Regions from separate parts of the Mus musculus genome. Here all the other regions are linked to region 7. Evidence: chromatin contacts called from public Hi-C, HiChIP or PLAC-seq and promoter capture Hi-C data. All regions are on one chromosome and are shown on one strand. The core of a region is the stretch at or near the end of the contact, and the rest is flanking DNA. Distances in the headings are between cores, read along the strand shown. Region 1 holds the start of Enho (energy homeostasis associated). Region 2 holds the start of Ubap1 (ubiquitin-associated protein 1). Region 3 overlaps Aco1 (aconitase 1). Region 4 holds the start of Nudt2 (nudix (nucleoside diphosphate linked moiety X)-type motif 2). Region 5 holds the start of Dnaic1 (dynein, axonemal, intermediate chain 1). Region 6 holds the start of Myorg (myogenesis regulating glycosidase (putative)). Region 7 holds the start of Aptx (aprataxin).

The links. Promoter capture Hi-C pulls out the DNA fragments that hold promoters and counts their contacts. Hi-C and Micro-C count contacts between places; a contact is called where the count stands out from the background. HiChIP or PLAC-seq counts read pairs in DNA pulled down with a chosen protein or histone mark. Capture Hi-C pulls out chosen DNA fragments and counts their contacts.
Region 1: a contact with region 7 is called in a promoter capture Hi-C map of pre-B cells, with 2.9 times the contacts expected there. The contact joins the promoter of Enho here to the promoter of Aptx in region 7. A contact is called at or near these places in 3 of 39 promoter capture datasets (liver, pre-B cells and stem cell-derived epiblast-like cells) and 1 of 9 other capture datasets (liver).
Region 2: a contact with region 7 is called in an H3K27ac HiChIP or PLAC-seq map of regulatory T cells, with 8 times the contacts expected there. The contact joins the promoter of Ubap1 here to the promoter of Aptx in region 7. A contact is called at or near these places in 1 of 484 Hi-C or Micro-C datasets (CD4 T cells) and 2 of 115 datasets of contacts at active chromatin or transcription factors (regulatory T cells and thymic regulatory T cells).
Region 3: a contact with region 7 is called in a promoter capture Hi-C map of liver. The contact joins the enhancer-like site here to the promoter of Aptx in region 7. A contact is called at or near these places in 13 of 39 promoter capture datasets (the 3T3-L1 cell line, the C10 cell line, the HPC-7 cell line and 8 more) and 13 of 115 datasets of contacts at active chromatin or transcription factors (the SCID.adh cell line, acute myeloid leukemia, bone marrow-derived macrophages and 10 more).
Region 4: a promoter capture Hi-C map of pre-B cells shows a contact between it and region 7. The contact joins the promoter of Nudt2 here to the promoter of Aptx in region 7. A contact is called at or near these places in 5 of 39 promoter capture datasets (the HPC-7 cell line, erythroid cells, liver and 2 more) and 2 of 484 Hi-C or Micro-C datasets (CD4 T cells and regulatory T cells).
Region 5: a contact with region 7 is called in a Hi-C map of CD8 T cells, with 2.7 times the contacts expected there. The contact joins the promoter of Dnaic1 here to the promoter of Aptx in region 7. A contact is called at or near these places in 1 of 39 promoter capture datasets (pre-B cells), 2 of 484 Hi-C or Micro-C datasets (CD4 T cells and CD8 T cells), 1 of 115 datasets of contacts at active chromatin or transcription factors (bone marrow-derived macrophages) and 1 of 9 other capture datasets (liver).
Region 6: a contact with region 7 is called in a promoter capture Hi-C map of adipose tissue. The contact joins the promoter of Myorg here to the promoter of Aptx in region 7. A contact is called at or near these places in 1 of 39 promoter capture datasets (pre-B cells), 1 of 115 datasets of contacts at active chromatin or transcription factors (pancreatic cancer cells) and 1 of 9 other capture datasets (adipose tissue).

The regions. Positions count from the first base shown.
Region 1 is chr4:41,638,934-41,642,199 of GRCm38.p6, reverse strand. Enho (energy homeostasis associated) reads left to right here and starts at 1,898. Exons shown (of 2, transcript NM_027147.1): 1 at 1,898-2,286; 2 at 3,199-3,266.
Region 2 is chr4:41,346,910-41,350,497 of GRCm38.p6, reverse strand. It overlaps Ubap1 (ubiquitin-associated protein 1), which reads right to left and starts at 1,502. Exons shown (of 7, transcript NM_023305.3): 1 at 1,267-1,502.
Region 3 is chr4:40,159,727-40,163,157 of GRCm38.p6, reverse strand. All of the region lies in intron 1 of Aco1 (aconitase 1), which reads right to left. Among named protein-coding and RNA genes, the nearest start is that of Aco1, 18 kb to the right of the region's middle. Within about 2 kb of position 1,972, at least 3 of the 459 cell types and tissues checked have an H3K27ac peak or open chromatin away from gene starts, as enhancers often do. A contact at or near this core is called in liver, where this site is marked.
Region 4 is chr4:41,462,826-41,466,477 of GRCm38.p6, reverse strand. Nudt2 (nudix (nucleoside diphosphate linked moiety X)-type motif 2) reads right to left here and starts at 1,330. Exons shown (of 3, transcript NM_025539.2): 1 at 1,298-1,330. Kif24 (kinesin family member 24) reads left to right here and starts at 1,630. Exons shown (of 13, transcript NM_024241.2): 1 at 1,630-1,768.
Region 5 is chr4:41,567,881-41,571,429 of GRCm38.p6, reverse strand. It overlaps Dnaic1 (dynein, axonemal, intermediate chain 1), which reads right to left and starts at 1,636. Exons shown (of 20, transcript NM_175138.4): 1 at 1,412-1,636. The coding sequence starts at 1,438. Fam219a (family with sequence similarity 219, member A) reads left to right here and starts at 1,892. Exons shown (of 6, transcript NM_001159583.2): 1 at 1,892-2,253. The coding sequence starts at 2,194.
Region 6 is chr4:41,501,297-41,505,018 of GRCm38.p6, reverse strand. Myorg (myogenesis regulating glycosidase (putative)) reads left to right here and starts at 1,944. Exons shown (of 2, transcript NM_001085515.2): 1 at 1,944-2,028. 1110017D15Rik (RIKEN cDNA 1110017D15 gene) reads left to right here. Exons shown (of 7, transcript NM_001253777.1): 7 at 1-10.
Region 7 is chr4:40,701,289-40,704,510 of GRCm38.p6, reverse strand. It overlaps Aptx (aprataxin), which reads left to right and starts at 1,317. Exons shown (of 8, transcript NM_001025444.3): 1 at 1,317-1,374.

The DNA.
Region 1 (3,266 bases), core at 649-3,148, 940 kb before region 7:
TTTGCTGAAACTTATGTTTAAATTATATTTGTCTAGTGGGGACAGCTGTGTGCTACAGGGTGTAGCGTGGAGGACAGGGAACAGCTTGGTGGAGTTGTGTCTTGCCTTCCTTCCACCATCATGATTCCAGGGATTGAACTCAGGTCATCAGACGTGGTGACAAGTGGTTATCATGGTTGAAGCATCTCAGCATCCCCTCTTCTGGGCTCTTTATCACGGGGCATTGCCTCACAGTGCTGCAGCTGGTAACCAGTTACCCCAGAATGTCCTCTTCTTACTTGCCCTGCCTTCTGAGTTCTGCCTACTGATGTACCTCAATACCCCAGTGTGTTTCTGCTCTGTCAAGGATGTATTTTTACTCCCTCATCATTGTGAAAGGTAGGAGTATCTTTCACTCTCAAATGCTTTTAAAACTCCTTTCCACCCAATGGCCCAAATCATCCTTCTAATTTCTGGCTATGATCACATCACTCCGATGATGCTCAAAATTCTTCAGTGACTCCCCACTGTTTCCAGGATGAAATCTGAACCCCTGCGGCTAGGTCACAAATTCACTGGCATTATACTCAGATGTGCGACCATATGTCTCTCTCTTTCCTATAACTGATCTGATCCCTCTCACAATACCCCCACCCTGCTGGGTAACAGGGGGGAACTAAAATTAATCCATCCTGACAAACTCCACGGGGTCCGTAGTTTATTTTAGACAGCCTCTAACACAGCAGCTTCAGATGATTCAGCCCTTGAGATGGCTTTACACTCCCCTTTCTCCTTTTCTTGGAAGGAGGAGCCCTGCCCCTTAGCCACCTGGTCTTGGCTTGTCAGCTGACATTTGCTGAGATGTGGTTGGTATGGTATAAATGAATTAGTGAGAACCTAAGAAGTAGCTATTACTATGACAGTTTTATTGAGAAGAAAGCTTCGTTTAAGAGAGTTAGAAAGTGGAACCAGGAACCAACACCACTGTGACTCCAGTATGCATTTTGCTGTGAGTATAGTATTCTGAGGGAAGTTAAGGCTGGATGTGGGGCCATGGGTCTCTGACTGTCCATGGACAATATGTGATAGAAGCCACACACAAGTACACTTAAGAATCACTAAAGGGCCAGAAATGTAGCTCCTTGCATGTGTGAGCCCTGCTACTTAAGGGTCTGAGAGGGGAAGGCCTACTTGACTGCTCCTGTCCAAGCTACCTTGGTCTCAGAACTGTTAGGATGGAGAGTCAGGCCATCCATGCCGTCTGGATCTAGTTCAGCCAGAGCTGGGCCATTCTTCAGGTGTCTCAAGTTCCCTCCAGCAAGCCATGCACAACCCTGTGACCAACACTGGGTGAGAAATCAGTAAAACGCAACAAAGGTCATGAATTCCCAGAGATCACACTGTTATTAGGACTAGGGGCAATCTACAGGCGCTGTAAAGTGGACATGAGGTACTCTACACTCTACTGGGAGAGGGATATGTAGAAAGATGATAGGTGAGGAGGGTCAGGTGTGGAGGCACATGGACTTTCTCAGATAATAGAAACAGACTTCTCTCAGATATGGAGGGGTGGACGCTTCACATGTGGGGGTGCATTCCAGGTGTGGAAGATGCAAGAAATCCCTGCAAAAAGGTGGGCTGACCCTTCACCTTTTCAAGGGATGGATCAAAACAAAGTGGCCCCTATATACCCCTCCTCTCACCCTTCCCAAGCCCCTCCCTCCTTCTCTCCTGCACCAGGATGGTCGTGTCCCACCCCAGAGCACAACCAATGGCGCGGGAACTTGGCCCGGACAGCCAATTGAACGGCGGCAGCGGCACAGAGATGGCTCCTCCCCCAAAGGGCCGCAGGCCGCTGGCCACTCACGAGGCGGGGCTCTCCGCTGTTTTTTGCTGCCCGCCGAGCTCAGCCGAGCTCAGCCGACTCCCTCCCGCCGTAGCCGAGCCCAGCCGAACGCAGCCGAGCCCAGCCGAACTCCTCGACGCTCCTGCCGCCGCCGCCCGAGTGCTGCCGAGCGAGAGAGCGAGCGAGCGAGCGAGCTAGCGGCCCCGGCCGCGGAGGAGGCGCCGCCCCAGGGGGAGGAGGTGCCCGCTCTCCGCAGACCGCCCGCGGCAGAGGCCGGCCCGGTCGCGCCCCGGCGGGAGCGGCCGGCGGAGGCTGCGCGGCCCAGGGGGAGGGCCCGGGGAGTGGACGTCGCCCCTGCCCGCCTCTCGCCGCCCCCCGCCCGCAGGCTCTGGAGCCTCAGTCGGCGCTGAGCATCCCGTTGTCCCGGACCCTCTCGCGGGCGCGCACCGGGCTCAACTCAGGTAAGGGGGGCTCCCCTACGGGCAGAGGGTCGAAAAACAGAGATCTTGGACGAGTATAAAGAGGCAGTGACCCACACAGAGACAGAGAGACACACAGCTTGGAGGAGAGATAGACACAAAGGCAGAGACACATGCAAGACGCACAGAACCACCGATACCGACCCCATGGAGACCTGTCCCCGAGGGCAAAGGGACATGCAGTCGTGAAAAGAGACAGTGATACACAGAGAGACTGGTAGAGAAATGAGACTCAAGACACTCAGAGATAGGGACACAGAGAGACAGGCAGCCACACACCTTCAAAGAGGTGTGTTTGCAGAGGCAAGGATGCAGATCCAGCGAGAGACAGAGGGACAGGAAGATGTACGTTCAGACACACACCTGATCCAGAGAGGCAAAGTCCCAGGGAAAGGTACACCTAGGCACACAGCCTTGGGTATACAGAACCCACACGTTCCTGCCAGAGCCTCCACAAAGTTCCCTCTGTGTGAGCTGGCACCTCTGCAGGTCTCCTGGACTGGCTGACTGCAGCCCTCAGAAAGGAGAGGATGCCCTAGCCACTACAATCATGGTCATAATCTTCCTCCTGGGCCTTAAGCCACCTCAGTCCCGCCCACCAACAGCACATCTGAAGGGCTAGAAGCATGGTGGGCAGGGCTAGGCTGTACCCACCAGTTCCGAGGAGAATGAGAAAGAGGCTGCCTGCCTACTATAGCTTCCCCACTCTGGCTGCACCACAGCACCCAGGGGCTCAGAGCCAGGCCTGAGGGCGGAGGTGCTGGCTTTGTGGGGTACCTGAGACTGCTGGGACTCACTGCTCTCTGCCTGAGGCCAAAGATGGAAGCTGTCCCCCTAGGCTTCAGCCCACTTCTTCCTCCTCACCTCCGTCTACTTTCCTCTGTACTTCCTCAGGCCCAGGACTGCAGGTGGGCATCTTCCCTGCCAAGAAGTCGCTGTGTGTGGACAGGACAGCCACCTTG
Region 2 (3,588 bases), core at 253-2,752, 650 kb before region 7:
AAACAAACTCCAGGATTGCCAGAGCTACACAGAGAAACCTGTCTCCAAATTTACAAAAAAAAAAAAGGGGGGGGCTGAGCTTACTGACCAAAAAAAGAAAAAGAAACGCTTTTAGATTTATTTCATATATCTGAGTGTTTTGCCTGCATGATGTATGTATATATACCACATCCCTGCCTATTAGCAGAGGAGCATCAAAAGGTGGCACTGGAGTTATGGATGACTGTGAGATATCATGTGGGAACTGAGAGTTGAACTTGGTTGGGTCCTCTGCAAGAATGAGTGCTCTGAATTGTTTAACCTTCTCTCCTCGCCCCTAGAAGACCTATTTATCAATGAAAACGAAATGCCTTGTTATACCATCAAATTAAAAAAAAAAAATTCAGGTAACACACACCATGTTTATTCAAATTCCCAAATACTAACAATTACAACTGAGAAGACAAAACACTTTATCCATGAAAATGTGAACAGAATTTGAGTTTACAACACTCTATGATGTCTGTCTAAAAAGTATCAAAATCTCACTCCAGTTCAATACAAAATTGTTTTAAATAATTATATTTCTAAGTCTCAACTCAAAAAACACGAGGCAACAACACAAAGGTGAGGGATCGCTGGTCAAGAGAAATGCTTAGCCTCAAAAGAAAGACACGGGGTTGTTTCTGAGACCCAGGGGTATAGTCCAGGTAATCGCCCAGAAAATTAAAAAAGGAAGAAAAATCTAGAGAAGACCACAGTGATGAGACAGTTAGAGAAGACCACACAATGCCAAAGATATCCCCCAAAGCAGTCACCCCCTGGTCTGATTTCTCTCCCTCATCTCTCGCTCAGATAACTAAATCCTCACATCCCAAGCTCACCCTCAACTCCCCAGCGCGCTACCTTCTTTACTAAATCGGGGTTCCTCTCCTGGACCGGCTCTAGCTCCCACTGAGAGAAATCTTTCCCTCAAGCTCGAGATTTCCACTGAGCCTGTCTTCTGAGCGAATTAGTCCCCTTAATCCGAACTCATTTGCCCGCATCCCGTCCGCCCTCCGCCCCTTCAACTCCGGTCCCGTCACTCTGACCCTTCGCCCAGAATCCGCCCCGAGTCGTCGGTCGTCGTCCGGCTCTTCCTCCCTCCCGCTCCTTTACTCCAGATCCTTTCATCCCTCCAGGCTCCTGGGCGCCCGGTCCCCATCTTCCCTCCTCCCGGTCGCCCCGTACCGGCCCCTTCCCCCAACTCCGCCCCTCTCCCCCTCCCCCAGAGACAGGCCCCCTCACCTGAATGCCGCTGCTGTCCCGAAAGCTGAAAGGTGCTGGCGCCGCCCGGCCTCCCGGGCTCAGTCTCCGCTGGGCTCCCGCTGCCCCTAGGGAGAGCAAACACCACCTCTTCCAACTCTACCCGCCCCGAGCCAGACCGTCACCGTAGCCACCACCAGTACCACAGCCGCCATGTTGAAGGCCTACTTCCCTCCTCCTTCCCCTCGACGCTCCGCCCCTTTAGGCGTCTGACATCATGGCGCCGCACCCCACCCGCCCCGACCAATGGGAGGAGCCGACAGTGACGTAACTAAATCCCTCTTCCAGAGCTGAAGGGTTCCTGCAACCGGGAGCTTCCTTACTGAAGGATCCCTGCGGACCCTAAGGGGAAGAAGAAAGGAGGGGTCACTGAGAGGGTAAGACTCGGGATAAGAGGCGCGGCCAAGGCGAGGACACGCCCAAAGCCTTAGCCGCGAATCCTCTTTGGAAATTAGAAACCCTCTCAGACTCGTAGACCAGTCTCATACTCTTTGGTCTCACTTTCTCCATTTATTTTGAGGTTTTGTTGTTTTTCAGAACAGGTCTCATATATCCTAGACCCAAGTTTATAAATAAATTGGTTAAACAGTAACTATAAATGTCTCTTCAATTTTAATATCCAGTGCATTCAAAGTCGAAACACAATCCAAGCCTTCACTGCTTTCTGTGTATTGGATATAGGCTCATGGAGAATTTATAATTTGATTAAATTAATATTTTTCTCTAAAATTTCATGATCAATGGAAGAAATAAGATCAGAGAGAGTTGACTCTAGTAAAACTCAAAGAGTATTACTGGTATGGAAAGTGCTTAGAGATCAAACCCAGGGCCTCCTAGACAAGCATCCTTAGCTGACATAAAGTGCTTTGGAGAAAACACAATGCACTGCCCTGTCTACTTTTCCAGCCTGTTTTGTCTCCAGATTTTATGTAGCAGACAAGATGGTATTTGAGCTTTGAAAAATGAGGAGGCTCTAACTCTGGGTGCAACATTGTGGGGAGGGGGTCACGGTGAGCAAGGAACAGCAAACTGTCAATTTTTGGTTATCTGTATTTAGTTAACAGATCTGTGGAAAGGCCAGTGAGCAAAGCAGAACTCTGGAGAATGAAAGTGGCCATAATAAGTGGGTGGCTCACACGGGGGGGGGGGGGGGGGGGGAACCTCTACACTAAAGTGAAAGCAGTGAACGTTAGGGAGTAGGAGTGAACTTGGGCAGCTTCAGGAGAGACTTCACTACAACATGCAATACAGAAAGGAAATGGTCAGATTTTCCAGCTCTCTCTCTCTCTCTCTCTCTCTCTCTCTCTCTCTCTCTGTCTGTCTCTCACGTACACGCACACATGCATGCCTGTGGGAGTCTGTGTGATTGTCTGTCTCTCCGTCTGTGTGTGTGTGTGTGTGTGTGTGTGTGTGTGTGTGTGTTTGACTCTCTTGTTTGAAGCAGGGTCTTGTGTAATCTAGACTGGTCCTAAACTTGCAATATTTAATACTGGCTGTCCTGGAACTCACAGAGATCGGCCCATCTCTGCCTCCAGAGTGCTGGGATCAAGAGTTACAGCACTGTATCTGGTTTAAACTAGGCTCTTACCAATCTCTTATTAAGAGAAACTGCAATTTCCTGGAGCACAAGAGAAGAACAAATATCTATAATCCCAGCATTTGAGAGGCTAAGACAGGAGGCTCCAGTTATTCTCAGCTGCATACTGAGACATCAAAACCAGCCTGAGCTACATGAAACACTACTCCTTCCATAAAAATAAATAAAATAGGGCTGATAGTACAACTCAGTGATAGAGCCCATGTTTGGCCAAAAGACATAAGTTCAACTGGCCAAACTGGCCTTAAAATGCTGGCAAAATAACTAATTAATTAGTCAGGCAGTGGTGGCACATGCCTTTATTCACATCACTTGGGAGGCAGAGGCAGGTGGATTTCTGAGTTCGAGGCCAGCCTGGTCTACAGAGTGAGTTCCAGGACAGCCAGGGCTACACAGAGAAACAAGAACAAAAACAACAACAACAACAACAACAAAAACTAATTAATTAAACAATAACTTTCTAGACAGGTGTGGAGAGAATATTAGCTTGGGAATCAGAAACGAGGTAAGATGCACATATGTAATATATTGGTGCTCTTAAACACATAGACTTTAACTCACTCAATAAATACAGAACTTTTTGTAGATCAAATACTCCTAGTACTGGGATACAGATGATGCATGGGTGCAAAAGCACTCAGAAAGTTGAACCAAGACACAAGAGAACCAAGACAATGTCTTTAACCTCAGCACTTGGGAGACAGAAG
Region 3 (3,431 bases), core at 723-3,222, 540 kb after region 7:
CTGATACTGTTCTATGTCTTTCTACTTTCTAAATTTCTACAGCATTTTCAGTAAACTTGAATATGACAGTTAGAAGTCTTTGATTCGCCTTGGCATCTCTTAGTAGCAGTGTGCTGATATCTGAGAATCTGCCCTCTCATGCTGTTTCCTTTGAGCTTCAGGTCAGGCTCCAACTCCCCACATATGTGTACAGGGGACAGCTATCCTAGTTCAGGACACCATTCCTAGGTCCACCATAGACATAAAAATACAACTGAGAGCAAAACACACAAAGGTGGGACTCACCCTTCCATGAATCTATTCTTCAATATTTTTATTTACTTTTATTTTATGTGTATGAATGTTTGCCTGCATGTATAAATATATGTGTGCCATGTGTGTCTGCTGCCAGAGTGGATGTTTGATCCCCTGAAACTGGAGTTAAGGCCAGTTGTGAGCTGCCATGTAGGTGCTAGGAACCAAATCTAGGTCCTCAGCAAGAATAGCAAGTACTCTTAACCTCCAAGCCATCTCTCCAAGCCCTCCCTAATATTTTTAATTTAAGTATAACAATAGTTAGTAATTTCCCTGCTTCATCTCAAGGTTTATATGAGTAAATATTATTTAGATAGTTGATACATTTATAGAACGACCAATATGGCAGGATGGTATTATTGCACAGGGTAGAATTGTCTGTGAGAATGCAAAGTGTGGGTGTCTACAATTCTTCACTACAGTGGTATAAATCTTCACTAAGGACACAAGAGTCCGTCTTGGGACTGGTTGCCTCAGCAGGAAGGCTTGGGTTTTGTGTATCCTTTACGATCCTTTACATTTTAAACTATGAGCACATACAAGTTTTTAAAATACTAGATAAAAATTTAAAAGAAACAGCTATCTGTGCATCAATTCAAAGTGCAGTACAGAACTAAGTGCCAACCCAAAACATTTTACATTTAAAATGACTGAAAGCCTGGAGCTTTTGTGTACAGAGAGGATGCCTGTGAGGGTTTGTATATGCTTGGCCCAGGGAGTGGCACTATTTGGACGTGTGGCCTTTTTGAAGTAGGTATGGCCCTGTTGGAGTAGGTGTGCCACTGTGGGAGTGGGCTTTAAGACCGTAGTCCTAGCTACCTGAAAGTCAGTCTTCCACTAGCAGCCTTCAGATGAAGATGCAGAATTCTCAGCTTCTCCTGCACCATGTCTGTCTAGATGCTGCCATGTCCCCACCCTGATGATACTGGACTGAACCTGTTGTCTTTTATAAGACTTGCATTGGTCATGGTGTCTGTTCGCAGCAGTAAAATCCTAAGACAGTGCCATAAACCTAAGATTTTATAACTGAATTCACATGATTAGGCACAAGCAAAACACAGGTATGCTAACAAACAGTATACAAGATTAGCTTTAGAGATACACACACACACACACACAAACACATATGAAACATATGGTATGTGAAGCATAAACAAGTGGATTTCATATTGAGACTTCATTTCATCATTAAGAGATCTAATTGTACACATGCAAATATTTCAAAAACCAAAATAATTTGCAAGAATACTTGACACAGGGTCTGTCTATGCAGCCCTGGCTGGCCTGTCACTCACCATGTAGCCAATGGTGGCTCTGCACTTATGCCAGCAATTCTCTTTTGCTTCCTGGGTATAGGATTATAGCCAAATGCCACCCTGCCCAGCTATAATGTAAACATTCAAACACTTCTGGTCTGAAGCATTTCATGAATGAGTACCCAGCCTGGACTAGGTAGTCCGGGGAGAAGCAGTTAAGAGTTAATAGTACAACAAGACTCCCTGTCTTATATTGGGTTTCTGTTGTTGTGAGAAAACACTGACCAAAATCAATTTTTTTGCGGGGGGGGGAGGGGTATGTTTCATCTTCCAACTCTGGGGTCACAGTCTGTCATCGATGAAGGTCAGGGAAGGGCTGATGCAGAGGACACAGAAGAACACTGCTTACTGGTTTGCTCTCCCATGGATTGCTCAACTTGCTCTCTTATAGACCCCAGGACCGCCTGCCCAGGATGGCATCATCCACAGCAGCCTGGGCCTTCCACATCAATTACTAATCAAGAAAATGTCCAGAGATGTGCCTACAGGTCAATCTGGTCAAGGCATTTTCTTAATGGAGTGTCCCTCTTCCCAGATGTGGTGGTCTGAATGAGAACTTCCCCCAGAGGCTTAGCTGCTTAAACACTTGGTCCCCAGTAGGTGGCACTGTTCAGGGTGTTTTAGGAGGTGTAGCCTTGCTGGAGAAAGTGTGTCACTGGGGGTGGGGGTGAAGCTTTGAGATTTAAAAAGCCACAGGCCATTCCTGGTCCCTCCCCCACCCGCTTCCTGCTTGTGGCTCTCAGCTTCCAGACCCAGCTGCCATGTCTGTGATGTCATCATGGACTCTGGTCCCTCTGGAGCCCAAAGCCCAGAAAAACTCTTCTTCGGTACGGTGCTCTGGTCTCAGTGCTTTTCCACAGCAACAGGAAAGTAACTAGAGTAATACACTAGATAACTCCAGCACCTATCAAGTGGACAAAAAAACTCAGCAGTGCATGGAGAGGAGGCTGCACGGGGCAGTGATTTAAGCATGTGCTGTCTGTTTGTTGTCTGTTTGTTTGTTTTTGACAGGGTCTCAATGTGTAACTCAGGCTACTTGGAACTTGCTATGTGGTAAGACTGGCCTTGAACTCACGGATATACCTGTCTCTACCTCCTAAGAGCTGGAGTTAAAAGAGACATGCACCTCCATGCCCCAGCCTTATGGTTGGTTGTCTTTTTTGAAGTGGGGGTACATGTAAGATGAAGCATCATACAAATGCAAGAGACTTGTTAGTGTGCCTTAGTAAGAGGGGAACCAACCAAGTCTAAAAAAAAAAAAAAAAAAAAACATCAAAACTCTCTAATAAGAAAAATCAAAACTTGTCTACTTAAATAGTTTGGAAATCTTTGGGCCCGTGAAATTGAGATTCATCAATTTGAAGACGGCATCCATTTACAAACACCACATTACTACATCCTTTGGATTTGCCATCCACGCCTTAGGCCTCACGGTCAAATTTTTCACCCCACATGATAGCAACTACAATGATAAACCTGTTGTTTCTCCTGCCTAGACGAAAAAAAAAAAAAAAAAAAAAAAAAAAAAAAAAAAAAAAAAGATTGACTGAAGAACATCTCCAGGGCTTCAGTCAGAGGAAGTGTGGAAAACTCAAAGAACTGAGCAAATCTGTCACTCGCTTCTTCAGATACTCTTACGTTCTGAATCCTTCTTATCTCCGTATCGTGTCCTAAAGGTGCTAGGCCTGGAGCCAGCCAAACATGTACAATGAAATCAACTGCTCACCTGTACCCATATCTACTGCCGTTCAGTGAGGGCAGTTAGCTGATTTCCTTAGCATTGCTCTCAGATGCCCTGGGTGCAACACACGTCCTCACGTG
Region 4 (3,652 bases), core at 81-2,580, 760 kb before region 7:
GAGATCCTCCAGCCTCTGTTAGGAATAAAGACATGCACTATCATTTTTATATTTTTCAGGAAACAGCTGATAAACAGTGTTCACACTAAGTATTAGTAATTTTTAAAGATCAACAAGATTAATTCCCTTTAATATATTGTCAATTTTCTCTTTTGAATACTGTATTTCCTTATTAGTAAGAATTACATTTATTCTTTAACTGATTAGTGATTTACTTTTGTTTATGTCTTGTGTGTCTGCCAGTTGTGTGTGGTATGTGGGTGCCTGAAGAGTCCAGAAGAGGGCCATGGATGCCCTGGAGCAGGAGTTGGGAGGCTACTGTGAGCCACTTGGCATGGATGCTGGGAAATGAACTCAAATTTCTCTGGAAGAGAGGTTAAGGGCTCTTAACCACTGAACCATCTCTCCAGGCCCCCGAATCGCTCATTTTTGAGCTAAAAACGAGCACTCCATTAAAGTACATATGAAGCTGCACACATGCTGGCTACTGGATTTGTTCCTACTATGCTGGTGGTTCCTTTTTGACCTGAGAGGCTAGGCCTGGCCAAGCATTTTTTCCCAATAGTCTTTGCAACCCGTTGAAGCATTACTATTATTTTTCACAAAAGGAAAAAAAAAATAAAACTATGGTTCAGAAATATTTTTGAGTAGTTAATCAAATGCAGACACGTCCAATTTCTAACATCATTAAGCTTAATTGCCACTGGACATTAGAACATTTCTGCATTGGCAACTTGACTCTTCTCGATTTAAGCTGTTTCGCCTTTTTTTCTTAAGACGGGAATCTTGTGACTTTCTATCTCTGGGGGCTAAAGAGCACCTGTCACTCTTCCAAAAGATTGGGGTTCGGTTCCCCGGAACCTATACCAGGTGGCCCACACAACGTTTAACTCCAGCTCCTGGGATCCGACGCCTTCTGGATTCTGAGAGCATCTGCACGCACGTGGCGCGCATAGACAGACACAGACACACACACACACACACACAAGTAATAATTTTTACCAAACGTAAGATCTTTTGGAATGCAGGCAGGGTTTAATCGATAACTACAAAGCAAGCCTAGGGAGAAGATATGATTGGCCCGCTAAGTCCCAAAGGTGAATCTCTCTGCCTCTGGGATTCTTCCGACCCACGCCCTCACCACTGAACCTAGTCCTCTCTGGTGCACAGAGATAAACCGAGGTCCCGCGAGTGGATGGGGCCTGGCCTACACGCGCCTCACTGCCAGCTCCGTCCCCGCAGCAACAGGTCAGGAGCCCGCGACACTCCCCACGCCCCCCAGCCCCACAGCACTCACCCGTAGCCCAGAGGCAGGAGGCGGTCCTCGAACGGAGACGTAGCGCGCCAGCCAATCAGAAGAGCCCGGCTGCACTTCAGACGAGCCACAGAATTGGGCATCAGGCGCTTCCACCCGCCCCTGAGGCGTGGTTTTTTGGCTGGGACCGTCGCGAGATCTGCCTCAAGCTGAACCATTGGTGGAGAATGAACCGCCCCCTTCCCCTTCTGATTTCTGATTGGCCTTTTAGAGGAGAGGTGACAGGCTCTGTGAATGACCATTGGTCGGTGCTGCGGGACCGCGGGCGGGCGGGCGTCGGCGCGCGCGTTCGAACTGGCGCTTGTGGCGTTGCCATGGGGATGTGGCCTGGCGGACACCTAAGGCGGGTTGACCGGACGCTCTGCTAGCCCGGCCTTAGGGCTTTCTCCTCACCGCACTATTTCTTCGGTCCTCCCTGAAAACTGACTGAGGAGGAGCCGGGATTGCCCTGAGGTGAGAAACGGTGGCTTTAGCTTGAGCCCAGGCTCTGCGCCTGCGCGGGAGCGGGTGCTCCTGTCTGCGAGCGGCGCGAGCCGAGACCGGTATTTGCGGGGTAACTAGAACTTGGCTTCTCGGGTTCTTCGAGGGTTCTCGCGCTCTCTCACGTTTCATCTCCCTGTCTACCGCCTCTTCAGCAATTACCTCGACCACCACCAGCTTTGAGGCTTTTCTGAGTACCCCAAAGGCCTCTTGCCTTTGAGACACGCTCTTCAGAGCGCTTCGATTGGACTTTCGGTTGTTTTGTGAACTTCCGCAAACCTCATTCTCCTTTTTTCTCATATAATTTTGACCTCTGAGATAAGACAAGCCTTTCCACAGCGTCTTACGCATATTAGTTTTTTGTTTGTTTGTTTTGTTTTTTTAAGGAAATATTTGTTCAGTTGGCTTTCACTCACTACAAATAGATTCAGTTATCTTTCTGCCTTGTCCCATTCAAAGTCGATTTGGGGGCAGGTGGAAGAGAGAGGACACCCTAATCTCATATACAAGAGACAGAAAATTCAGCGTTGGCGTTCCCACGTTGGGGGCAGGAAGACCTGCTCAGTGTGGGTGGCAACATTCCCAAGGCAGGGAATTCTGAGCAGTAATAGAGTGGAGAAAGCAAGCTGACCGCTAGCATACATACATTACTTCATTATTTACTGCTTTTCTTTTTTTAAGTTTTTGTTTGTGTGGCTTTTGTTTGTTGGTTGGTTTTGAGACAAAGTTCTCAATCAGAGAGACGTGCTCTCTCCACATTGTAGTCTGGCCTACAAGTACCTCTTCTCAAACCCCTAAATGTATTTGCTTATAACAGGCCATTCTGTCCTTATATGCCCGAGGATTTCCTCTTGTTGTTTACTGACCACCAACTATCGTAACATTTTATCTGTGCTTTGGAAACTGAAATCAATTATTTGACTTTGAGTTTTTTTCACTTAACAGTGTGTGTGTATGTGTGTGTGTATATGTATATGTGTGTGTGTGTATGTATGTGTGTGTGTGAGCACTCAAGTGAAGGTCAGAGGACAACTTTGAGGAACTGGTTCTCATTTTCCATGTTTTTTAAGCAGCTTGTTTCTGCTGCTGCAGTGCATACTCCAGGATATTTCTATCTTACACACACACACACACACTTACTTCTCCCTAGGAGTGCTAGGGTTACACATGTGCAGTACCACATGTGACCTTTTATGTGGGTTCTAGGCATTGAATTTGAACCATTAGGCTTATTATAGGTTATGTGCATTTACCTACCAAGCCATTTCCTTGACCTTTATTTCAGGTGGTTGGTTGGTTGGTTGGTTGGTTTGTTTGTTTAATTTTATTTGTGTACTGGCTAGTTTTGTGTGTCAACTTGACACAGGCGCGAGTTATCACTGAGAAAGGAGCTTCAGTTGAGGAAATGCCTCCATGAGATCCAGCTGTACGGCATTTCCTGAATTGGTTATCAAGGGGGGAGGGCCCCTTGTGGGTGGTGCCATCTCTGGGCTGGCAGTCTTGGTTCTATAAGAGAGCAAGCTGAGCAAGCCAGGGGAAGCAAGCCAGTAAAGAACATCCCTCCATGGCCTCTGCATCAGCTCCTGCTTCCTGACCTGCTTGAGTTCTGGTCCTGACTTCCCTTGGTGATGTACAGCAGTGTGGAAAGTGTAAGCAAGCTGAATAAACCCTTCCCTCCCCAACTTGCTTCTTGGTCATGATGTTTTGTGCAGGAATAGAAACCCTGACTAAGACAATGTGTATGAATGTTTTGCCTGTATGTTTGTGTACCTTGTATGTGTGCAGTATGAAGGAAACCAAAAGAGGGTGTTGGATTCTCTACAGCTGTAGTTATAGACAGTTGTGAGACTCCATGTG
Region 5 (3,549 bases), core at 387-2,886, 870 kb before region 7:
GCCTTCCTCTCTGTTGTCACCTCTTTCTGCTTTCAATGTAGCTGTCACTGGTGTTTCGCCTGAGGAGACTGGAGAAACTCATTCTGTTTAAACTATAACCTGCCAGGAAAGCAAATCATCTGTGGTGAGAGAAAGCAGACCAGTGCTGAGGGGGCAGGAGGGAGGGAGACCTCAACTGGACTAAGGCACAGGGAATTTCTTGTAATTGAGGACATATTCTATGTTTTCATTGTATTCGCATAACAATTCTATCAAAACCTGAAGCATACAAAAGGGTCTGTTTTATTATATCTAACTAGCTTGACCTTGGTAATGTCAACTTAAAACAAACTGCCTATAAATTAAGGGTCTGCTGCCTTGAGCACAGAACAAGAGTTTCAAATCACAATTCCGCCTCAACATAAAACCAGGGCATGACCAATAAATACAAGGAGAGACAGCCTCTCAATGCCTACAGAGCTCTAAGACTGATCGGTTCTTCAGCTGTAGATGACACGTGTCAAAGAAGCAGAAGGCACAAAGTTGATATACAAGAACCTCTACCAAAATATGTGAAGTCTTAGATATCATGGGCACAGATTTGCTCTCCAAACCTCAATATACCTAGGCTTAAGTATAGAAAAGCATTTTGTTTGTTTGTTTGTTTGTTTGTTTGTTTTTAAAGTAGATGCTCTGCTAGACGTTAGGAAATAAAAGCAATTTCTATAGGACAGAAAGAGTCATTCTTTTATATCGCAGAATGCTCCTTGAGAACCTGAGACTAGCTTATCATGTGTGGTGATTTGGGGAGTAATTCAACTCTCCTGTGAGAAGGGATAACATATTGCCAGGTGACAGAAACATAACGTTCACAAGGCTAAGTGAATGAGGGTCTTATAAGAAGGAAACTTGTGTTGGAGGGCAGGGAACATGGTTAGAAAAAGGGTCTTTTTTTCTTCCTCTCTGACTTCTTGCTCCAAATTCCTGCACACGATCTGTTCTATTCCGTGTCTCCTGTGCAGTTCTCATGCCCCCTCTCTGAGTTCCCACATGGCAAATGTCCCCACTTACTTAGCTCTGCAGTGACCATGCTGCAGTGTTGAATAAAAAAATCCACTGGGACAAGAATGAGAGGGGAATGAGGAAGGGACTCAGTGGAGTGTTGGGAGATTAAGGGCGAAGACAAGACAAGATGGGTCTGTGAAGAGATGGAAGTAATAAGAAAAAACCAGATTCGGTTAAAAGTAAAATGACTGTGGGTTCAGGAAAATTTGGGAGAGGAGGGCAGGATTTGTGAGAAAGAACAGGAGAATCAGGTCAGTGGGAACACAAACCAGGAGTCACAAGAAAGAGAGGTTGGAGGTCAACAGGAAATAACTGGCGGTTAAGGTCAGAGGTCTTCAGAAGACAGCAGGCCACAGTAAGACATTACCTGCTTACGAATCTGTTTCGAGGGCATTGCCGCAAGAATAGAAAGCACCTCACACCCTGAAAAACCTACAAAACGCTTCCTCTCCTGGGGAGTAGTTTCTCCTTCTTGACCACACACAGGAAGTGCAGACTCTCTTCCACTTCAATTCCCAGTCACCAGGGTTCTTCGGGGACAGCTGACGTTGTGGGTCCTCGCGCCCTTGTAGAACAGCATCAGCTCCTCCCTGACGCGGTTACCCAGCAACCGACAGGCACCGGGTGCGCAGGCGCACCTAGCGCCCCCTCCGGACACGGGGAGGAGGCGGAACTTGGGCGCGCAGGGATCCTCTGGCCCCGCTAAGCCCCGCCTCCGCAGAGAAAGATAAGTCCGCCCTCCGCGCAAGGAGCTCCCGCAAGTGGGAAGGGCTGGGGCACCCAGACACCGCCTTCTCATGAATAATGCAGGATCCGGGCGGTGTCCCGGACCCGGAAGTGGAGTTGCAGAGTCACCGCAGTGGCTGAGCTGCTGACAGGAGGCGGCGGCGGAGGAGGAGGCGAGGCAAGACCTGCGGCTCCGCGGGGCTACTGCCGCGGTAGCTCTAGGCAACCCCACGGAGCTACGCCGGTCTCAGTCATCCCGCGAGCCTCTCGCCGCCTATCCATCCTTCCATCCGCCTATCCGCCCGACCGGTCCAGGGCGGCCTAGTCTGCATAATCTGCCGGGCTTCTGGGGCCGCCGCCCCGCGCGGTCCCATCGGCGTCCCTGGCCGCGCCCGGCCCCTGGCCCGCTCGCCCGCCGGCACCATGATGGAGGAGATCGACCGGTTCCAGGTGCCCACCGCGCACTCGGAGATGCAGCCGCTGGTGAGGGGGCGGGCGGCGGAGAGGCCAGGGCCGGGAGGGGCGCCGCTGGAGGGGAGGGAAGGAACTAGGCCGTGGGGATTGTGCGAGGGGGCGCCATCTGATAAGGTAGAGGGAGTCCTGAAAACGCTTTGCCGGGGGAGGGAGATTTGCAGAGCGAGAAAACCGTGGGAGATTACCAGCGGTGCGAGCGAAGGACCTGAAAGGGCGGAGGGCACGGTCAGCAGATGCAGAACGCCGTCGGATAGGACCAAGGGAGGCACTCTAGTGCACACCTCTAGTGGAGGGCAATTTAGGAGGATGTCACAGAGCATCTTTGGCAGCAAGCCCGGGGGGTCGGATGAGAAAGGCGTTTAGCTCCCCGAGGCCTGTGATGCTCAGGGCGAGGGAGGAGGCCAGCAGATCAGTCTAAGGAGGAAAGGAAATAGGCCTTTAGAAAAGGAGAGGCCTGCCCGCCGGTCCTTTAGATAAATATAGCAAAGCTGAGCAGGAACCAGGCCTTGATGGGGGCAGAGGTTCATTGCAGAACCTGGGAATTTCCTTCCTCTCGAGAGAGGAGCCCCATTTCGATCTGGGGGCATCGGGAAGGGGAAGAGTTTGCGGTGGCGAGATGGAGACTCAAGGGTGTCCATGGGAAGGTATCTCCAGGATAAGAGGTGGAGCTGTGCTGAAGTGGGCCGTGCCGACCGGTTCGGAATTCGGAAGAGCCCCTATCATCTTAGGCCTACGTGTTTGGAGTCTTTGCTGGGCGGGGATCCTGCCTCCGGTCCGTGGTCCTGGAGTCAGGCAGGAATGATGTCATCGATGCCGGCGCCGAGGGGATGGAAGGGGGAGGGCGATGCCAGTTTATGGAGGCATGGCCTAAAGAAGAAGGTGCCTCCTGGCCATTGCCCTGAGGCTACCTGACTGTCATTGCTGTCAGCATATGGGTAGGAAAGTCAGAGGCCTAGCCAGCTGGCCTAGAGAATAGAGAGGAAAGAATGTAGAGGCCATGTTCATTGCTTAACCCACCTTGGGGCCTGTGCTAGTAAGATCTAAAACGAGGCGTGATAGGCCAGGAACCAATAGGTAATGGATGCCTTGCTCTCTGCTGGAGCCAACCTGTGCTCTCCAACTCCTGAAGCTTGAGGGCTCCCCACGTCTCTTCCCTCTGTGTTAGTCAGGGTGGCCCAGAATAGCTTCTTCCCTTGGGCCTTCGGCTCCCAAACTGACAGGTAGGCTTTGTGGTTTCCTAGGTAAGGAACCCGCCTGTTACAGTAGCCAAGGTGAACCACAGTGGGAAGTATGACAATCTCCGTT
Region 6 (3,722 bases), core at 695-3,194, 800 kb before region 7:
ACCACAAAGACTGCTTGCTGTGTCCTTACTTGGAAAGATCTGTATGAGATAAGGAAACCCACCCCCAACCATTTCAGACACGCCCGAGTGACCCACCTCCTGATAGATATATCAGCAATCCAGCTGGCGTCCTCTCCATCACCACAGAGATGAGTTCCCCTAACCATCCAGATCTTTCTACTTGAAGACCCTTTAGCTGTCATTATACCCACAAACATAGATTCCTCTCACATCTCAGATCCCAGATCTCCATTACAGCCTCCCAAATGCTCCCTGTGCTCAGAAATGTTTGCTGCCCTCCCCCTTCCAAGTCTAAGAGCTACCAAACATCATTTTGGAAGAATTCATGATCAAGAAACTTCACATTGTAACAGAAAGTTCTGCTCTGTCCTGCAAGGGAGGGGGTGGGGTTAGGAGGGGGGGGCGGTTATTCTAGAATCTCTAGGGGGTTAGTGTTTTCCCATTTTCTTGCACCACTGCTCCCTCTAGGGGAAAGAACATGGCATGGCACAATCATTTCTAACTAAAGGTTGTCACTAATAGAAGGAGCTACACGTTATATTAGGGTATAGTGGGCATTGCAAAATACCGAGCAGAAACTGGGGTACTGCTAGTCTGGTCCTGAGTGCTGAGAACTGACAGTTCGGAACATAGGCTCTTTGGGTCTACAGGATCCCTCCAAGGCGTTCTTGACTGGGGTATTGACAGTGGGAAATGGGAGCACAGGTCATCCCAGAGTTTTTAAAGCCATTTTTACACTTTATCCATAACACGTGGAGATGAGAGGCCAACTTGAGGGAGTCTACCCTCTCCTTCCCAGCCTGGGGGTTCCAGAAATCCAACTTGGGTCAGTGAGCTTGCTTTATCTGCTTTCTATTTTCCAACCCTGTGCCAGTTCTTAAAAGAATACAGCTCCCCAGACCTTGAGGGAACAGATTCCTGAAGACTCCTGTCTTAGTCACTGTTCTATGGCATGGTGAAGAGACGCCATGACCATGGCAATTCTTTTTTTTTTTTTTTTTTTTGTTTTTTTTTGTTTTTTTTTTTTTTTTTTTTGGTTTTTTGAGACAGGGTTTCTCTGTATAGCCCTGGCTGTCCTGGAACCCACTCTGTAGACCAGGCTAGCCTTGAACTCAGAAATCCGCCTGCCTCTGCCTCCCGAGTGCTGGGATTAAAGGCGTGCGCCATCACGCCCGGCCATGACCATGGCAATTCTTATAAAATAATTTAATTGGGGTTTTACTTACAGTTCCAGAGGTTAGTCTGTGATCATAGCAGAGCATAGCAGCAGGAAGGTATGGTGGAGAAGCAGTTGAGAGTCCTCCCTTCTGATCTATAGGCAGAGGACTCTGAGCCTGGAATAGGCTTTTAAAAAGTCAAAACTCACCCCCAGTGACATACTTCCTCCAACAAGGTCACACTTACTCGAACAAGACCATGACTCCTAATCCTTGTAATCCTTTCAAAGAGTGTCATGCCCAGGCCCTAAGCATTCAAATATATGAGTCTGTGGGAGCCATTCGTATTCAAACCATCACAGATACGTCTTCCCCCCTTGCCTTGCTGTGCTCTTATACACATAGCAATCCTAGCATGGCGTTGCAAGAACCCTAACATTCAGCAAGAACCCCAACAATCAGCCACTCCTTCCTTCGGAACTACATCTCCCATAAGGCCTGGGGATGAGCCAGGCTAGCAATGGTCTGGCAAGGGCGGCGCCTGAGGCGGGAGGTGGAATCAAGCTAGAGGCGGGCCCAAAGGGCAGATCTGGGGCGGTGAGAAGAAAGTCTGTGCAAGGCACGCAGAGTGGGGGAGGGGCTGAGCGCCAGGGGTGGGGCTGGAGTCCCAGGCCTGAAACCACATTGGACGGCTGGGAGTGGCCTAGTAGCCGGAGGGCGGGGCGCAGGAGGGGCTCCACGGTGCCCAGCCAGGCAGCAACCCGCAGGGCTGTGGCTGATCAACTCCTGCTAGCGTAGAAAGATCAGCCGGAGGACCCTTCTCCCTTTCTTCCGTGTGGCGGTCACTGAGGTAGGTGAACCTAGTGGGAAGCCTTTGGGTCCCAGTGAGGGTGGTGAGTTTTCTAAGGAGCACACAGTTCCTGAACTTGCTCTAGTTGGTGGAGCGTCCCTGGACACCTGAACCCCTCCTCAGGCCAGAGCTTCCCAGCGGGCTACGGGCTCCTTGCCCTTCCCTCTGCCCCTTTGGATCGTGTGGGGTGTGGGGCCACCGGTGGGTGTGAAGTATTCCAGGCTGTGTTAGTGCAGTTACTTGATCCTTGTGGATCCCGTCCCTGAGCAGGGGAGGGAGATGGGCAGGATCGAATTGCCTTTGACATTTCCACTCCCCTCCCAACTGTGTCCGACAAAGGCCTCTGCCTCAAGTGGCTCAGTTATGCTGAGCTGGGCCCGCCCTTAAACTGTAGGCTTGGGACTTGCAGCCAAGACTGAGGTTGAGTGTGTAGCGAACAAGAGTTTTCTTAGGCTGAGCCACTCAGCAAACCCCACCTGCTAGCCTTAGCCTGTGTTGGCCAGCTGGCAGACTCGACAGATTATAGGGGTCTAGAACGCCACTAAGACTGGAGCCACAGAGTTCCTCCCCTCGGCTACAATAGCAGATGCCATTAAATTGCCCCTTTCACACCCCTAAAACCGTCCTGATCTGCCCGAGGCAAGCTGGATCTGCCGCAGCTTTTGAAAAGACAGACCTCACCCGTCCACACCCATTCTCATGGTGGAAGGTGGAGGCAGGAGGTTTGGATCCCAGTGGGTGGCTTCTGACGAGCTGTGTTTTCCCATCTATAAAATGGACAACAGCTCGCAGTGTTGCTGGTATTGGACGCTATGGGGTCATTTGGAAGAACATGGTGAGGCCCAACCAGGTGGGTGTTTAAATCTGTGGGCGCCAGTCCTTCATCGAAACCCTAATGGGTTCTGCCTGAGTTTTGAAAGGGCTTTGGAGGATATCATGGTGAGCTTCTCAGGCTCCCGGGGGTCATAAGATAAGACCAATTTAATATGTAAGCATTGGGGCTTAGGGAGTCTTTCCTATTCAGACTCAAACCCTCTCCTCTTAACCCCTTGATGCCCAGGATGTAGCCTTGCTTATGTTGAATGAACATAAGTGTACAGTAAGCCAATTTGGGGCCCCTGTAGTCTTCTTTGGGTTCCACTCAGCTTTGAGAGTATCAGTAAAAGACACTGCTACCCAAAGGAGGAGAGGGGATCTCTAACTTGTGTTAGAGATCAGAGCGGAAGTAGAGGCTGTTCCAGACTGTGCTTGGGTAGTGACCTGAGAGATTAGAGAGCTCTAGGGGGTGCGGGGTTTGGGGGAGAGGATAAGGCAGGGAAAAGAATGGGACTGAATCGTGTCTTCTAGAACCAAAACGCTCATCTGCACCTGACATTCTTTTTCCAATTGTTTATTTTACTGTATGTGCATTAGTGTTTTGTCTGCATATATGTCTACATGAGGGTTGTCAGATTCCCCTGCAGCTGGAGTTACAATTGTGAGCTGCCATGTGGGTGCTGGGAGTTGAACTTGGGTCCATCTGGAAGAACAGCCAGTGCTCTCAACCACTGAGCCATGTCTCCAGCCCCCTTGACATTCTCCTTTGAAGATTTATTTATTTTTATTTTATGTGTATGAGTATTTGCCTGTGTGTATGTGCACTCTGTGTGTGTGTGTGTGTGTGGTGCCTGCAGAAGCCAGAAAACAGCATTGGA
Region 7 (3,222 bases), core at 68-2,567:
TGCTTTTCTGGTCAGTGCACTGCAGACAATGGAATAGACCTAATACAGTGGCTAGGAAAACTCTGCTCAATTCTGCACAAATGACCCAGTTTAATTTTTAGCTGTACGAGACACAATGGAGACTGCGTAGAAGTCTTGGCTAAGAGGCCTAATCCTGAGGGAAAACGCAAACTGTCGGGTCACCAGATCTGCCTTGATGTCTTAGGCAGTTATGGACCACGTTCTCAGCCTTGAGGTTTGTACAGCTTGAGATTCCTCCTCCCTTCCTGCTCTGATCCTAACATACACCCGCATCTTCTTTGTCAACAAAAGCACGGCTTTCCCTTGCTCTCAGGGACATCCTCCCATCCTGTCTTGTCATCTCCATCAGACAGTGGAGCCTGCTTTTTCAAGAAAACAATAGTAACCCATTTGATCAAGAAACAAAAGAGCTCTTAGCTGAGAGTGGGGACGAAGACCTGTCATCCCAGTATTTCAGAGGTAGACGCAGGGGATCTTGAGTTTGTGATTAGTCTAGGGCACAGTGAAACCTTGTCTAAACAACCCCCCCACCCCCAAAAAAGGGGGCCTCCGTAAGGTTCAGTTTCGACTGCGTTTCAGATTCTACACTCTGATTTTACTCACGAGATAGGAATTCTTTCATCTGCCAAGAAGTCTTTAGTGATTTACAATACAAGACTTTCAGGGAACGTCCTGGAATTGCTATAAAAATCAGTACACATATGTCATCCCAACCTCCTGCTGATTGCCCTCAGTTCATTTAGAGAAGACATCATAAAAAAAAAATCTTAGCAGGGTTCCTCTGTCTCTCTCTTCAGTCTTTTTTCTCCTTATAGAGAGAAAGAAAAGTGTAATTTTAACGTGGGTGGTAAGGCACTCCAGCCTGTAGTTTAAACGATGGCTTCAAAGCTGTGTTTGGTAGCTCACATCTGCAATCCCAGCACTGGGGGAATCTAAGGAGATTCTCGCGAGTTCAAGACCAATTTGGGCTACAGAACGAATTTCTCTCACTACCTCCAACCTCGTTCTTTCCCTTTCAAAGATGGCTTTAACTTATAGCAAGCTTCCTGAGGAGGAAGTGCTAAAAGGCGACATGGCTGCGTAGATGAGCCACAGAAGACTGCTGTCTGAAATCTCTCCGGATTCAGACAACCGGGAGGCTGCGAGCAAAGGAGCTATCCTCACGGGGGACAACTAGCGGCTAGCGCCACTGTTCTACCTGGGTATCGGGCGAGAAAACGTTCCAGCCAATTCTCGAAAAGATACTGGAATCATCACCGGTTGCTAGGCAGCCGTTTGTGACGTCATCTCTCAGCACCGGAAGCGGCGAGGCGCAGTAGAGCAGCGTGAAGTTTGTGGGTGTCCACAGTCGAGGTAAGTTAATGGTCCGCCTGCCTTCGTAGTTTGCTGGGTTAGAAGCGGGCAGGGGCATTTGGCCCGGGCTGCTAACTCGGAGCGGTGACCTTGAGGGTGGAGTTCGAGGTTTCTTTCTTCTGGGCGGATTAGGCTCCACCCCTTGGTCTTGCTCAGGTGGGCGTGTTTCAGAGTTTTGTTTCCGCCGCATTGTTCCGGCCTCCCACCCTCCCCGCCCCCCATCCCCACCCGGCTCCTGTACCTAGTTGGCTGCCAGATCAGCATGAAAAGATTTAGAGATAAGAGTGGACAAAGTCCATGCAGCGGGGCTGTTCAGCCTGACAGGAAAGTGTTTCTGCCAGAAACGCCTTCCAAGAGTAACTCGAGGTGCACTAGCAGTGTCCCCAGCGGGCCTTAAGAATGCCGGAAGCAGTGTAAGGTCTTTCTCTTTACAATGCAGAGATTCAACAAAGCAGGGGTTTTTGAAATGACACCAATTTGGAATTGCTGGGTAATTACTTTTGAGAAATCGACATATATTGGGGATTTCGTAAGAGGCCCTTCCTCCCCACTTAATTTTAGAGGTCTCCTGTAGCCCAGCTGGCCTCCTCAAATTTCTGATCCTCTTGTCCCTACCTCCCAGTGATGGGATACAGGCGTTTGCCACTGGGCTTGGACAATTTTTTTTCTTCTTCAAGATGGGTAACAGTATGTAGGGTAGTCTAACCTCAAACTTCTGGATATCCTGTATTAGCCAGGAGCCATGCTGCATTCTTGAAAGATGGTATGTGCAGGTAAAGGTGCCTGCATGTATGTCTGGGGAGGGAAGAGTGAGGATGTTGGCCAGTGGAGCCAGTCTGTGAAATACTTAGCCTAATTCCTCTGAGAAATTAGAAGCTGAGAGTCTTAAGTTCAAGTCTGTGTTGGACATTAGTCCACACTCACTTGTGCTTATGCAACTTTAAGTTTAATTGGAAATTCAGTTCCTTACTTGTGTTAATGGCCCTTCAAAAGCTCAGTTATCAGTGTGGCTTGAAGGTTTACTACATTTCCATTGTTGAAGAAAATTCTTGTGCTAACAGCGCTTCAAGATAGATTTCTGGCCTCATGTCACTTGCCCTGTCATTTGGGTTTCCTAACGTCATTGTTTGTATATGCTAGGCCCAGGGCGTGGCACTAATAGGAACTGTGGCCTTGTTGGAGTAGGTGTGTCACTGTGGGTGTGGACTTTAAGACCCTTGTCCTAGTTGCATGGAAGCCAGTCTTCTCCTAGCTGCCTTCAGAACAAGAGGTGGAACTCTCAGCTCCTCCAGCCCTATGTCTGCCTGAACACTGCCATGTTCCCACCTTGATAATAGTGGACTGAACCTCTGAACCTGTAAGCCAGCCCTAATTAAATGTTGTCCTTATATGAGTTGCCTTGGTCATGGTGTCTCTTCATAGCAATGGAAACCCTAACTAAGACACCTAGGACTCAAAAATAGCTAGGTGGGGTCTGGTGAGATGGCTCAGCAGTTAAGAGCACCTTTTGGAGGTCATGAGTTCAAATCCTAGCAACCACATGGTGGCTCATCTGTAATGAGAAACAAATAAAGAACCTATGGGCCGGAGAGAGTGGGCCCTGGAGCAAGCGGGATTGGAGCAAGAGGGAGAAAAGGGAAGGGGAAAAAAGAGCTGGGTGGTGTTGGTGGTACATGACTTTAATCCCAGCGGGAGGCAGAGGCAGGTGAACCTCTTGAGTATGAGGACAGCCTTGTCTATAGTTCCAGGACAACCAAGGCTACACAAAGAAACTCTGTCTGGAAAAAGGAAAACCAACCAACCAGAATTAATCAGGGCATAGTAACCAGTGGTGTAGTCAGCAAATGG